2 separate regions of the Arachis hypogaea genome follow, and region 1 is linked to region 2. Evidence: chromatin contacts called from public Hi-C data. All regions are on one chromosome and are shown on one strand. The core of a region is the stretch at or near the end of the contact, and the rest is flanking DNA. Distances in the headings are between cores, read along the strand shown. Region 1 has its middle 10 kb from the start of LOC112770833. Region 2 holds the start of LOC112769106 (probable phosphoribosylformylglycinamidine synthase, chloroplastic/mitochondrial).

Region 1 (5,707 bases), core at 563-3,062, 66 kb after region 2:
TATCTACGGCTTGCAGAGTTGTTTGTTGTTCGAGGTCAAACGACAGAGGCACAGCTAGGATCTGGGCACCAGTTTTGCCAGGCGCTTGTGAAAGTCATTGAGCGGAACTTGAGGGATTCAAGGTGCTTCACAGTGACACTGTTCGACAGGCATCAATTTGAGTATATCGTGACAGAGACTACTCCTACAGGTAACTTCTCATTGGGTACCTATCGAGTTTCTCTTATAGATCGCACCTGCGACTGTGGCCACTTTCAGGCCCTGCACTACCCCTGTTGCCATGCAATCGCATGCTGTGCTCAGTCGCGGCTAGATTGCGCCACGTATGTTGATGAAGTTTACAGCATGTCTGAGGTATTCAAGGTGTATCAAATGGGCTTTGCACCTTGTATTTCAGAGGGGCTTTGGCTGCCATATGACAGACTGACTGTGATCCCTGACCCTAACATGCGACGAGCTAGAGAAGGGCGACCACGATCCACCCGTATCTGCAACAACATGGATGAAGCTGACTCTAGTAGACCAAAGCGATGTGGCCTATGCAGGCAACCCGGCCACACTCGTAAGAGTTGCTCTCAGCGAGGTTCCACGGTCGGGTCCTAAGATTAGATGTTTTATTCACGTTGTATTATGTTATGTAGTAGTTATTGTTCATCTTGGTTATTAGTTGTGCTATCCTAAATGTTATGAGCTCGCATTAGTACGCTATTTTCATGTAACGGTTTATTTGTTTTGTGTAATGCATTAGAACTTTGTAATCTTGTATTGATGTATTTGTATTTCTTCAAAACTAAAAACAATTGAAGAAGCATGCAACAGATACTTGTGAAAATATATAGTCATACAGTCATCAACACATTTATAAAACCAACCATAGATACTTAAAAAAAGATAGGGTCACACAATTGTACCTACTAAGTTTGGAACATAACTCTCGAAATAAACATGAAATCATACGGTGCTGGAAATAAATAAATAAGATACGTGGAATGCAACTACTAAAACAATCACAAAGACAACTACCTACTTGTGACCATCATCCGGGTCATTGTCCCCGAATGCGACAAGCAGATGAGAACATGTGCCACATCGAGGAGGACGCCTCACTCTAGTAGGTCAGTGGGGCTGCTGTGCAACAACGTTAGCCGAACGGTCCGCTCCAAATGCAGACTGGGGCGTCCCTCCCATGGTGAACCAAGTGTCCAATGGGCTACTTGCGGGCTCGTTCAAGTCCACCATAGACTGTCTCTGATAGTTCGGTATCTGATACTCTGGTGCCTGGATCTGGATATCTGGCATCTATGGGTGGTAAGCTGGGGCATCGAGCTGGATATCTGGCATCTGCAAATGGTAATCAAGTGCATCAACCTGGATCTGGGACTGATCGTCATCCTCCCGCATGATAGTCGTGAACTCTGCGTAGAACTGTGAACTACCCATCTGATCGTCTATGTCCATGGTCATCGTTGTCGTACCAAGATCAGCATACATCTGTGCAATGTCATGGAATGCATGAGAGCTGCATTCAGTTGTGAATGTCCCGCCCCCAGCCCCAGTCGCCGTGTACCCGCTAATTCCACCACCAATTTGGGTACCACCCCCAGCCCCCCTACATCTAACACTGGCCCGCCGAACACAGTGCTCGCTAATACCTCCGTCGTCCCCACCTGCATCATCCTCCTACATCATATCATCTAACCATCACCACTCCCGACCTGTGTCCCGGGTACCAATACGACGGCGTCTCTCGACAAGCTTGTTGTCCGATAACTGTGATCTCCGTGGTGCCTGTGACGATCCTCTCTGAAAGGCCTCCGTCGGTATCTCTACGTGCCTGGGATCTGCAAATGTGGCTCCTGGGGAAAGGACCCTGTGCACCTTGCGGTGCCACCAATCTAAGAACTCAACGAAGGGGCCTGGATCAGCCACTCTGTCAATAATAAGGACTGAAACAAGTCTATTCTACCAGTGTAAATGCTAGACCTAATAGTAATAGGGGAACCACCTATCTCCGCCCGTCTCGTCCTTAGCATGTAGTCAGTCTATGTTCAAAGCCCCCTCGGGAACATGCTACACCCCGCCAAGTTGTGGGACCACCCTATCAACTTAATGCCACTCAATGATGGCAAAATATATCAAACTAGTAACCGCTTGCCATAACTAACAATGCTCCTCCGCAAGTATCTCAGGATGGACCACAGCTAGTACGTTGAGGGTAGAGTAAGGCTCCCATACAATCTGAAAATTTAACATCCTCGAACGTTATAACAGAATGTATATATATAATCATAATGATGAACTCCAACTAATGAAACCAACCACAAACATGATACTTACATCCCGAGTGGTCAATCGATCTAATGCAAGGCGATAGTTTATAACCCTTTGCTCCTTGCCATCATTTGGTGGTAAGTATGCGGTCCACCTGAACGATAGTAATCGTTTATAAAATGAAGGAATAACACAACATATCATATTTTTCAAGCTTCAAACGAATAAAGAATACCTGGATGCCAACGGAAACGAAAAATCCTCAAACCCAGAGGGCCTCAATGAGGGAAACCGCCAGAATATCCAACTCTGTAGCAAGTGGAGAGGACCTGCCAAGTTGGTAACATTTCTATTCGCCACCTGACACATGCATCGATACAACTATGCCAAAGCGGCGGACCCCCAGCTATAACTCCCCATGTCATCAAGATTCGCCACAAAGGGCAACCACTGTATATGAACCCGGTTCGCACTCTTGTCCCCAAATAATTAAGTGGATAACAACATCATGATATAGGCACGTGCGTATATGCGAACAATATCCTCAGCCGCATCTGTTGGTAACACCCTAAATCTCTGATGGAACCATGTGAAGTGGACTGTCATCTGCTTGACCTTATTCGGTGGTGGCAACTCACCAAATAACTCTTGAAACCATTCCCAAGCTGGTCGGCCATTCTCCATAAATTTTTCAAACTCTGCCAGACAACCACTAACGGCCTTCCCATCGACAGACAACCCAAGCTGAAACGCCATATCTTGCAGTGTCACCGTGCACTCTCCAAAAGGCTCGTCCAACCAGAACTAGCGGCTGTTTAGCCTGGCCAAATGGTACAATCTAGCCCTCTCTAAATAAGGAATGATCCTGTCATGCATAGGCATATTTTGTTACCGCCTCACACTGTAGATATACATACTTAGTTGCACCCAACAGGAAAGATATACACGAAGCATTTAAATTCTACTTTCTACAAAAAAAACCTATCTAATTACACCAAATAAATAAATTATACCATCACCAAACAATGAAACAGTTAAACAATTCAACTATTATTCAATTATCAAATCAAATTGTTAAATATTTAATTTATTAAATAATTAAAAAACCGGTTATAAAATTACATAACCAATTTTCAATCGAGTATAAAAAATAAATACGTTTTCGACAAAAACCGATTTTCTGGACTAAAGAACCGATTTTTTAAAAGAAACCTTTGATAAAAATCAATTATTTAAAATTAGACTTTTAAAATAAAATCTTTTAAAATAAAATCTTTTCTTGAACTTTTGATTTCTATCTTGTTTTACCTTTTCTTTCTTTCTTTATGTTCGAATTCTTTTAGGTGTTTTCTCTTATTTGATTTCAACATTTTTAAGTTTGGTGTCTTTTAGTGTTTTTCTCTTTATTTTTCGAAATTTGTGTTATTTGATTTCAAAATTTTTAAGTTTGGTGTCCGTCTAGTGTTTTTCTTTTCTTTTTAAATTTCAATATGTATATATTCGAAATTTTTTACTATCTTGGTTTCAGATTTTAAGTTTGGTGTCCGGTTAGTAATCTTTTTATTTAATTTAATTTTCTTGTTTATCTTTTCTATCTTTAAATCTGTATTTTTCTTTTTCTTTAATTTTCAAAATTTTGTTATCTTATCTTTAATTTAATTTCAATTTTTAAAAGTTTAGTATTTTGTTAGTTTCTCTTTCTTCCAAATTTGAATTTTAAAATCTATAAATTTTAAAACTTATCCAAACATATATACATATATACATGAGAATCCCAAAATGAACCAAAGCAGAAAAACGACAACCTGTTTATTCGAGTTAACCTGTAAGAGGAACAAACATAAAATACGAGGTGGAGATTCTATATACATATATAAATATAAACAAAATACGCCCCTGAGTCCCAAGAGTTCTTCGCTTCGTCAGAGTCTCTAGAATACAGAGTAGTGCTTCTCAATCTGCATCTGAAAAAATAACAATATTGTATGGGATGAGAACCGGGGGTTCTCAGCATGGTTAGGGTACCCACATATATAATAAATAAGGTCCCGGGAAAGCCAGAGGCAATCCTAGAACTCTGACACTCAAATTATAACTCTTAAAACAGTAAATTTTAAACCACAAGTAAGGTAGGTCATGTAAAGATCTTAAAGTTCTAACTCATTCATAACTTACCCCCTTGATCTCCCATCTCCTTCCAAACCTCCTGAAATTCCAATGCACAGACAAGCAAAACAGACAAGACAAGCACATACAGAAAGCATATATAACAAGTAGGCAATTAGCAATTAACATGAATAAATAATTAAGCAAGCCAAGACAATGCGCACGCAAACAAAACATACAAGTGCACATGATGCATGCCTACCCTACGGCTGATGATATCATCTATCAGTTATATAGCCAACTCGACACGTCTTGGTAGCTAACCATAGACAGAAATAGCCATTGCAAAGCAAGTGGGTTTGAGCTACAACTCCCTTGCTACTACCCGCTTAACCCAAAGCTAGTGGAATAACCACTACTGCGGCTACTACCCAAGCGGGTGTTTAAAAGCTCAACCCGGAGCAAGTGAAACGAACCACAACCCTTGCTACTGCCCAGGCATCACAATCACGGAACTGGAGCAAGTGGGACAAACCACCATCCTTGCTACTACCCAGATATCTCAAGCATTGACCTGGAGCAAGCGGGACGAACCACAATCCTTGCTACTGCCCATGTATCTCAAACATATATTCATTTATTACTCCATAATTAAATTTATTTCTTCATACTCTTCTTCCCTATCTCATATCCGGAGCAAGTGGACATCGCCACTGCCTAATATCCGGGGCCACAATCACATTTATTTACAAACCAACATCCCCGTTAACTTTTCAACTTACATCACCTCTTTACAATCTTTCTTCACTCACAAGTTATTATCCTCTCAATGTTCAACTCCCTTTCTATAATTAAATTTAAGTTTAGGACACTAGGGAGTAAAAATAGAGGTTTAGAAGTTCGAAATTAAGCTTTAAATCACAAAATCCTTGTTTGCTGAAACAGAGGCCACGCGTACGCGTGGGCGTACATTTTTCGTTTCTCGCGTACGCAAGCTCCTTGCTCGCATACGCGAGATGCCCAGCCCGAAAAGGTTGGCCACGTCGCGTGCAAGTAGCCGCATATGCAAGTAATGTAGAAGAGCAAAATTGTTGAATGCTGCAGAATTTTCAATTTTGTACTCCGAACTTCCGACGCACATAACTTTTTTGTTTTAAAACAATTTTCATCCGTTCTTTGAACGACGTAAACTTCATGGATCTAGTTTTTATTTGAAATAAGTTTGAAATAATTTAGAGGTTTGGAAGCCAAGTTATAGCTTGCCAAAAGTCGGCTAAAAATCAATTTTTCACAAAAATACTCTAACCTCTATTTTCACCAAAACATAACT
Region 2 (5,578 bases), core at 2,309-4,808:
AGCAACATCGGCAAGGGTAATCTGCAAAGGGCCAACTGTTTGCTGCTGGGCCACAAGACCAGTGACACACCTATCAACTTTTGTTGTTAAGAAGCGCTTTGAACAGACAGATGGCAAACTCAATACCCTCTTCAAAGAATCTATTACAGTGGTCCCAGGGGCAATATCAAGTGGTTCCCGCTCATGAACAACCCGATGAAATTCAAAAGATTTCTTTGGCATGTCACCAAGGACTTTCTCCAGTTCAAGATCCACAGCAGGGGGAGGTGGAGGAAGTCCTTCTGATAGACACTTCTGAGTTGCTAAGCTATCCACTAATACAACACGTCCATCGCCACTAATAGTACCAATCACAGCCATTGAAACCTTTTCCCTTTTACAGATAGATTGTAAGAGCTCACGACTTTCAGGCTTCACCAAGATTGCATCTTGCTCCTGATACTCTGCACCCCAGATTTCCAGAACAGACATTGTATGATCACCGACCACAATGGCTCGAACATCTATCTCAGCACCCTTTGGATATATAATTTCCTTTACAACATTGCAGTTACCACCAGCTCCTTGATCGTGAATGCTGATAATTGGATTTTTATCCCCCATCTCAATACAGGCACGGACAAGACGATATAGCTTCTGTGACATCTCAGCATCCCCACGTTGTACAGCATTGAAATCAAGCTCTGCATCATTTTGCCCACTGACCATACTTGAGGCTGCCCCACCTCCCATTCCAATACGATAAGCAGGACCTCCAATCTTCACAACCAACATTCCAATTTCAGGATCTCCCTTTGATATATGATGGTGGTCAATCTGCCCAATTCCTGCACTAAACATGATCGGCTTTAACCATTCCCGCCTATCTCCACTAGGAAGTCTCATTCCAAAAGTTCTACAGAAGCCCTGGATCAAGGGCTCCCCAAATTTGTTCCCATAGTCTGATGCACCATTACTAGCATCAATAAGGATCTGGAGAGGTGATGCCAAATTTGAAGGATATGTAAAAGATGGATCTTCCCACGGAGCATAAAACCCAGGTGTGTTAAGATTCCCAACACAATAACCAGCTGTAGCTGCTTGGACAAAAGACCCCCTACCTGTTGCATGTGTATCTCTAATGCGACCTCCTGCACCTGTTTCTGCACCAGGATAAGGTGCCACTGCACATGGGAAATTATGTGTTTCAGCTGTAAACAAGATATCTAAATCACGTGATATCAAGCTTAATGGGCATGATGAACCAGGTTCAACAGGTCGTAGCTGCTTTACTGGAAAACCCCTGATAGCACTAGAGTTATCCTTGAAGCCAATAACAGAATTATTTGGATTTGCCTGTAAAGTACTTTTCACAATTTGCATAAGAGTCCTATTCATGAGCTGTCCATCAATGAAAATCTTTCCAGTGAAAAACCAGTGCCTGCTATGCTCGCTGTTGGACTGTGCAATGTCAAATAACTCCACATTTGTTGGGTTCCGCTTTATGTCTTCTTTGAAAAGTTTAGTATAGTATTCTAGATCCTGCTCATCAAAGGCTAAACCCATCTTTTGATTAATCTCTTCTAGTGCCTTTCTACCCTTCTCCATAACAGGAATATAACGAATCTCCTCTGGAACAACATTGGTCTCGAAGGATGTTAACTTCTGAGTATAAACACATTCAGTCATCCTGTCATGTACCATAGATGCGAATTCACTGATTTGGTGATCCTGCAATTCACTTGTAGTGTACAACAAGTACCTCCTTGATCGTTCCAAACGGGTAACTTCAGTCAAACCACATGCTTGGCAAATGGCCACTGCATTTGAAGACCATGCTGTCGTAAACGACAACCTCGGGCCAACCTCTATTATAACAGTCAAGCCCTCCTTCCCCCTTTTGTCGAGAAAGCTATCAGTGCCCAGATTCTCAGGCTCAAAAGTTTCTTGGAGAAGCCATTTAAGGACTGAAAGCTTCATGCTTGAAAGTTGTGAAACAAGGCCAATATTATAACATTGCTCTGTCTGCAGATCCACAATCTGATTAGAGATTTTTGTTTGAGCATCCCTGAGAAGTTCAGCAGCTGCATTTTCTTGAATAAATGGGACACGATACAAATGAAAGACTTCAGAGGCAGGCTTCTCAACCAAGCTAGGTTGCTCCTCTACTGAACTTGTCACAGCCCCTGAAACCACAGCTCTAGGGTTTTCCTGTGCTTGGCACCTTAAAGAAGAAGCTCTCCAAGTTGAACCTTGAGCCCGCCTCCTATTCCCAAGTGTACCCCAAAGCAAATGACTCCTTTGATTCTGAGACTTCTTCACCAAAAACAAAGATTGCCTACAGGTACCCTGAAACCAAAACCACCAAGACACAAACCACATTAACACCAATAGCATCACATATGCCAAATTAAATAAGCGTAATTAATTGGTCAATCAGAGACAATATTCAAACTGAAAATTAAAACAAGCTCATGTTTGATCTATTGTTTGATCCAATGGAAATGGAAATCTTCAGTTTGAAACTAAAAATCATGTTAAAATATATCGCAACATGATGTTATCAAAGTTTCTCAAATAAGCTAAAACTGATTATGTAGCTTCTATGTTACTACAGCAAACAAAATGCAGAAAACAAAAGAGCATTGTTATATGATGATGCTTAACCAAAAAGCGGCAGTAAAATCAAACCTGAAGGAATTCAGACACCCCAATATCCTTAACACCCACCATGTCCTTGATCAAGTTAGAAAGCTGTGAACAGGAAATTGAAAAAAGAAAATAAGAAAACCACAAGAAGTGATCATGATTATATTTTCATTCCTCAAGATCAGATATTTACAATATAGCAGCTATAGAGTGAGAAGCTGACTAGTCAATGAAGTGACGTGCCAGCGGCTGGCAAAGAGGGAGAGAGCTACCGCCCGCGGCTGCAGCAGAGAGACCACAACACGTAACTGCCCTGGTCTGAAGCCTGAAAACACCATATCAACAACCGTTATACAGCAGCAAGAACACCACCACATATTTACAGTTAGTTTTTTTTTTTTCGAAAAACAAAAGGTACAAATAAACCATACAGCAGCAACAACACATACTTGCATTATATTCAACAACGTTCATATAATAGTTCAATTCAAAACACGGCCAATAAATATTTGCTCCGCATTGTGTTACATTCACTGGTGCCATCATTCAATAAGCAAGCAATCGATATTTCAACAACTCCAATCACCAAATCAATAAATTAGCAATCACCAATGGCAAAAAACAATAACAATAAAAATAAATTCAGATTAAAAGAAAAAGAACCTGGTGTGCACTTGCTGGAATTGCTGTTTGCTTTGAGGCTGTGGTGTGAGCTATTAGCGACGGAGGGTGGACCTGGTGCCTTCGTCGGCGACGGCGAGTGGTGAGTGGAGGAAGGTAGCAGAGAGGGTGCGGCGTGTGTTAGTGTTTTGAGTGAGACACCAAAACCCTGCTAAGTGATTTTCTCAGGTCTCTTCGAATTATTCAACTGTGAAAATTAAATATTTATAATTTATAATATAAATAAATAATAATAAACAAAAGAGCATTTAATAAACGGATGAGACCAATTGAGCATATTACTACTTTTTCATTATTCACTTATTCGGTTATTCTTTCTCTATCCACCTTTTCATCCTTCAACTTTAACTACGTTATTACCAGCAGCCGTATGATTAGCACGAGTGAGTCGAGCCCATTTATGCACCACTTTAAAATTGGTCGTTAATAGTTAAGCTAAATTTATGAAATAGTGAACTAAATTTGAGTTTAAATCTGAAATTAAATTTATAAATTAAATGAACCAAATTTAAGATTAGATAAGCTCATTTCATTAGTTTATAAATTGGCTCGATTATATATATAATATTAAAAATATAAATTAAATTTATATAAGATAAAATATACATATTTATAATTTAATAAATAATTTTTCATATTTATTAATATTTTTAATTATTTAAAATTTTATAGTCATATTTTATATATAATTTTAATGTAAAACATAAATAAAAAAAATTTAAAATTGATAGATAAATAATATATTAAATAAAATTATATATAAAATATGACTATAAAATTTTAAATAATTAAAAATATTAATATATATGTAAAATTATATTTTATATATATATTAAATTAATACGTATATCTTATCTTATATGAATTTAATCTTTATTTTTAATAATATATATAATCGAGTCAATTTAGGAACTAATGACTATAAAATATGACTATAAACTCATTCCAATCCTAATTAAAATTGCTTTTTTTTTTTAATTTTAAACTGAAATAATCAATATAAAAAATTAATCAACGAATGAATTAGTCACAATAAATTTAAATTCTTATATTTATCTGTTTAACACGTATTTTTGTAACAGAAATACTTTTATAAAATTATTTTGTATTTATTATCTTTATCTTTATATATATAAAGTGAATTTTAGTATACATATGTTTATAATAGTTATAATGATTATGCAAGTATTTTAAAAATTAAAATAATTATATTTTTTATTTTAATAATACCTTTTTAATATTATTTTTAAAATACTAAAGTCGCTATAGTAATTATAATATAGATATATTAAAATGAAATATATATATATATATATATATATATATATATTATTTTTATATCATGTACAATGAAAAAAAAAGATGAAAATGGTTATAATAATAATAATAATACTTTTTATTTAGAGTTGATGGATAATATCACGCTCATTGACCATTGACTTGTATAATAATGGATTTTTTATTTTTAAAAATTAAATAAATGTAATAATTATTAAAATAAATAATTTAAAAAATATTTATCAAAATAAATATCTCTCTTATCTCGTTTATACTGTAAACAAGATAATTTTGCATGCGAGATAAACACGTATTGTATACATCTGTCTTATTTTGTTTACATTATAAATAAGATACATGCAAAATTATCTCGTTTACAGTATAAACAAGATAAAAGAGAGGTATTTATTTTGATAATTATTATATTTATTTAATTTATAAAAATAAAAAATCCGTATAATAATGCTTATAGAACAATTAAAATGAATATTTGGAAGAGAAAATTATGATATCATAATAGATAATATATTGTTTTTTATTATTATTTTTATTTATTTTACGGTCTAAGGGAATAGAACCTTAAATGCAACTATGTTATGATACAATTATCTAATAAGCCAATCTTAGTCAATAAATATTAGACTGGCCAAACAAGCACACTCAAACAAAATACAAAAAATGAGTGACAAAGTGCAATCATAAGAAAAAAAAAAAAACAATTAAAATAAATGATTTCTTTACTCTCACTTCAAATTTTTCTTTTTTTAAGGATTGGTAATACTAATTTTATTTGCGGATATTCAATTTCATATAATTCGTTTAAATAGTATTGATAATCTAATTTGTTGTCACAAATTTAAATAGAGTGTGAGTTTAAGTTTAATCTTACCTAAGCTACCCATACTTCTAATATATTAGTATATTTTATAAAAAAAAATGATATATTTACTGTGAATTGTGAAATCAAACACACTTTTTTTTGTTTTGTATA

What was found. A called contact is a pair of places that touch in the nucleus more often than the background predicts.
Region 1: a Hi-C map of leaf shows a contact between it and region 2, with 4 times the contacts expected there. The contact joins the enhancer-like site here to the promoter of LOC112769106 in region 2. A contact is called at or near these places in 3 of 8 Hi-C or Micro-C datasets (all in leaf).

The regions. Positions count from the first base shown.
Region 1 is chr18:23,643,454-23,649,160 of arahy.Tifrunner.gnm2.J5K5, forward strand. No RefSeq gene overlaps it. Among protein-coding and RNA genes, the nearest start is that of LOC112770833, 10 kb to the left of the region's middle. Within about 2 kb of position 1,813, at least 1 of the 3 cell types and tissues checked has open chromatin away from gene starts, as enhancers often do.
Region 2 is chr18:23,575,923-23,581,500 of arahy.Tifrunner.gnm2.J5K5, forward strand. LOC112769106 (probable phosphoribosylformylglycinamidine synthase, chloroplastic/mitochondrial) reads right to left here and starts at 3,559. Exons shown (of 5, transcript XM_025813519.3): 1 at 3,292-3,559; 2 at 2,822-2,953; 3 at 2,671-2,733; 4 at 1-2,328. The coding sequence starts at 2,712.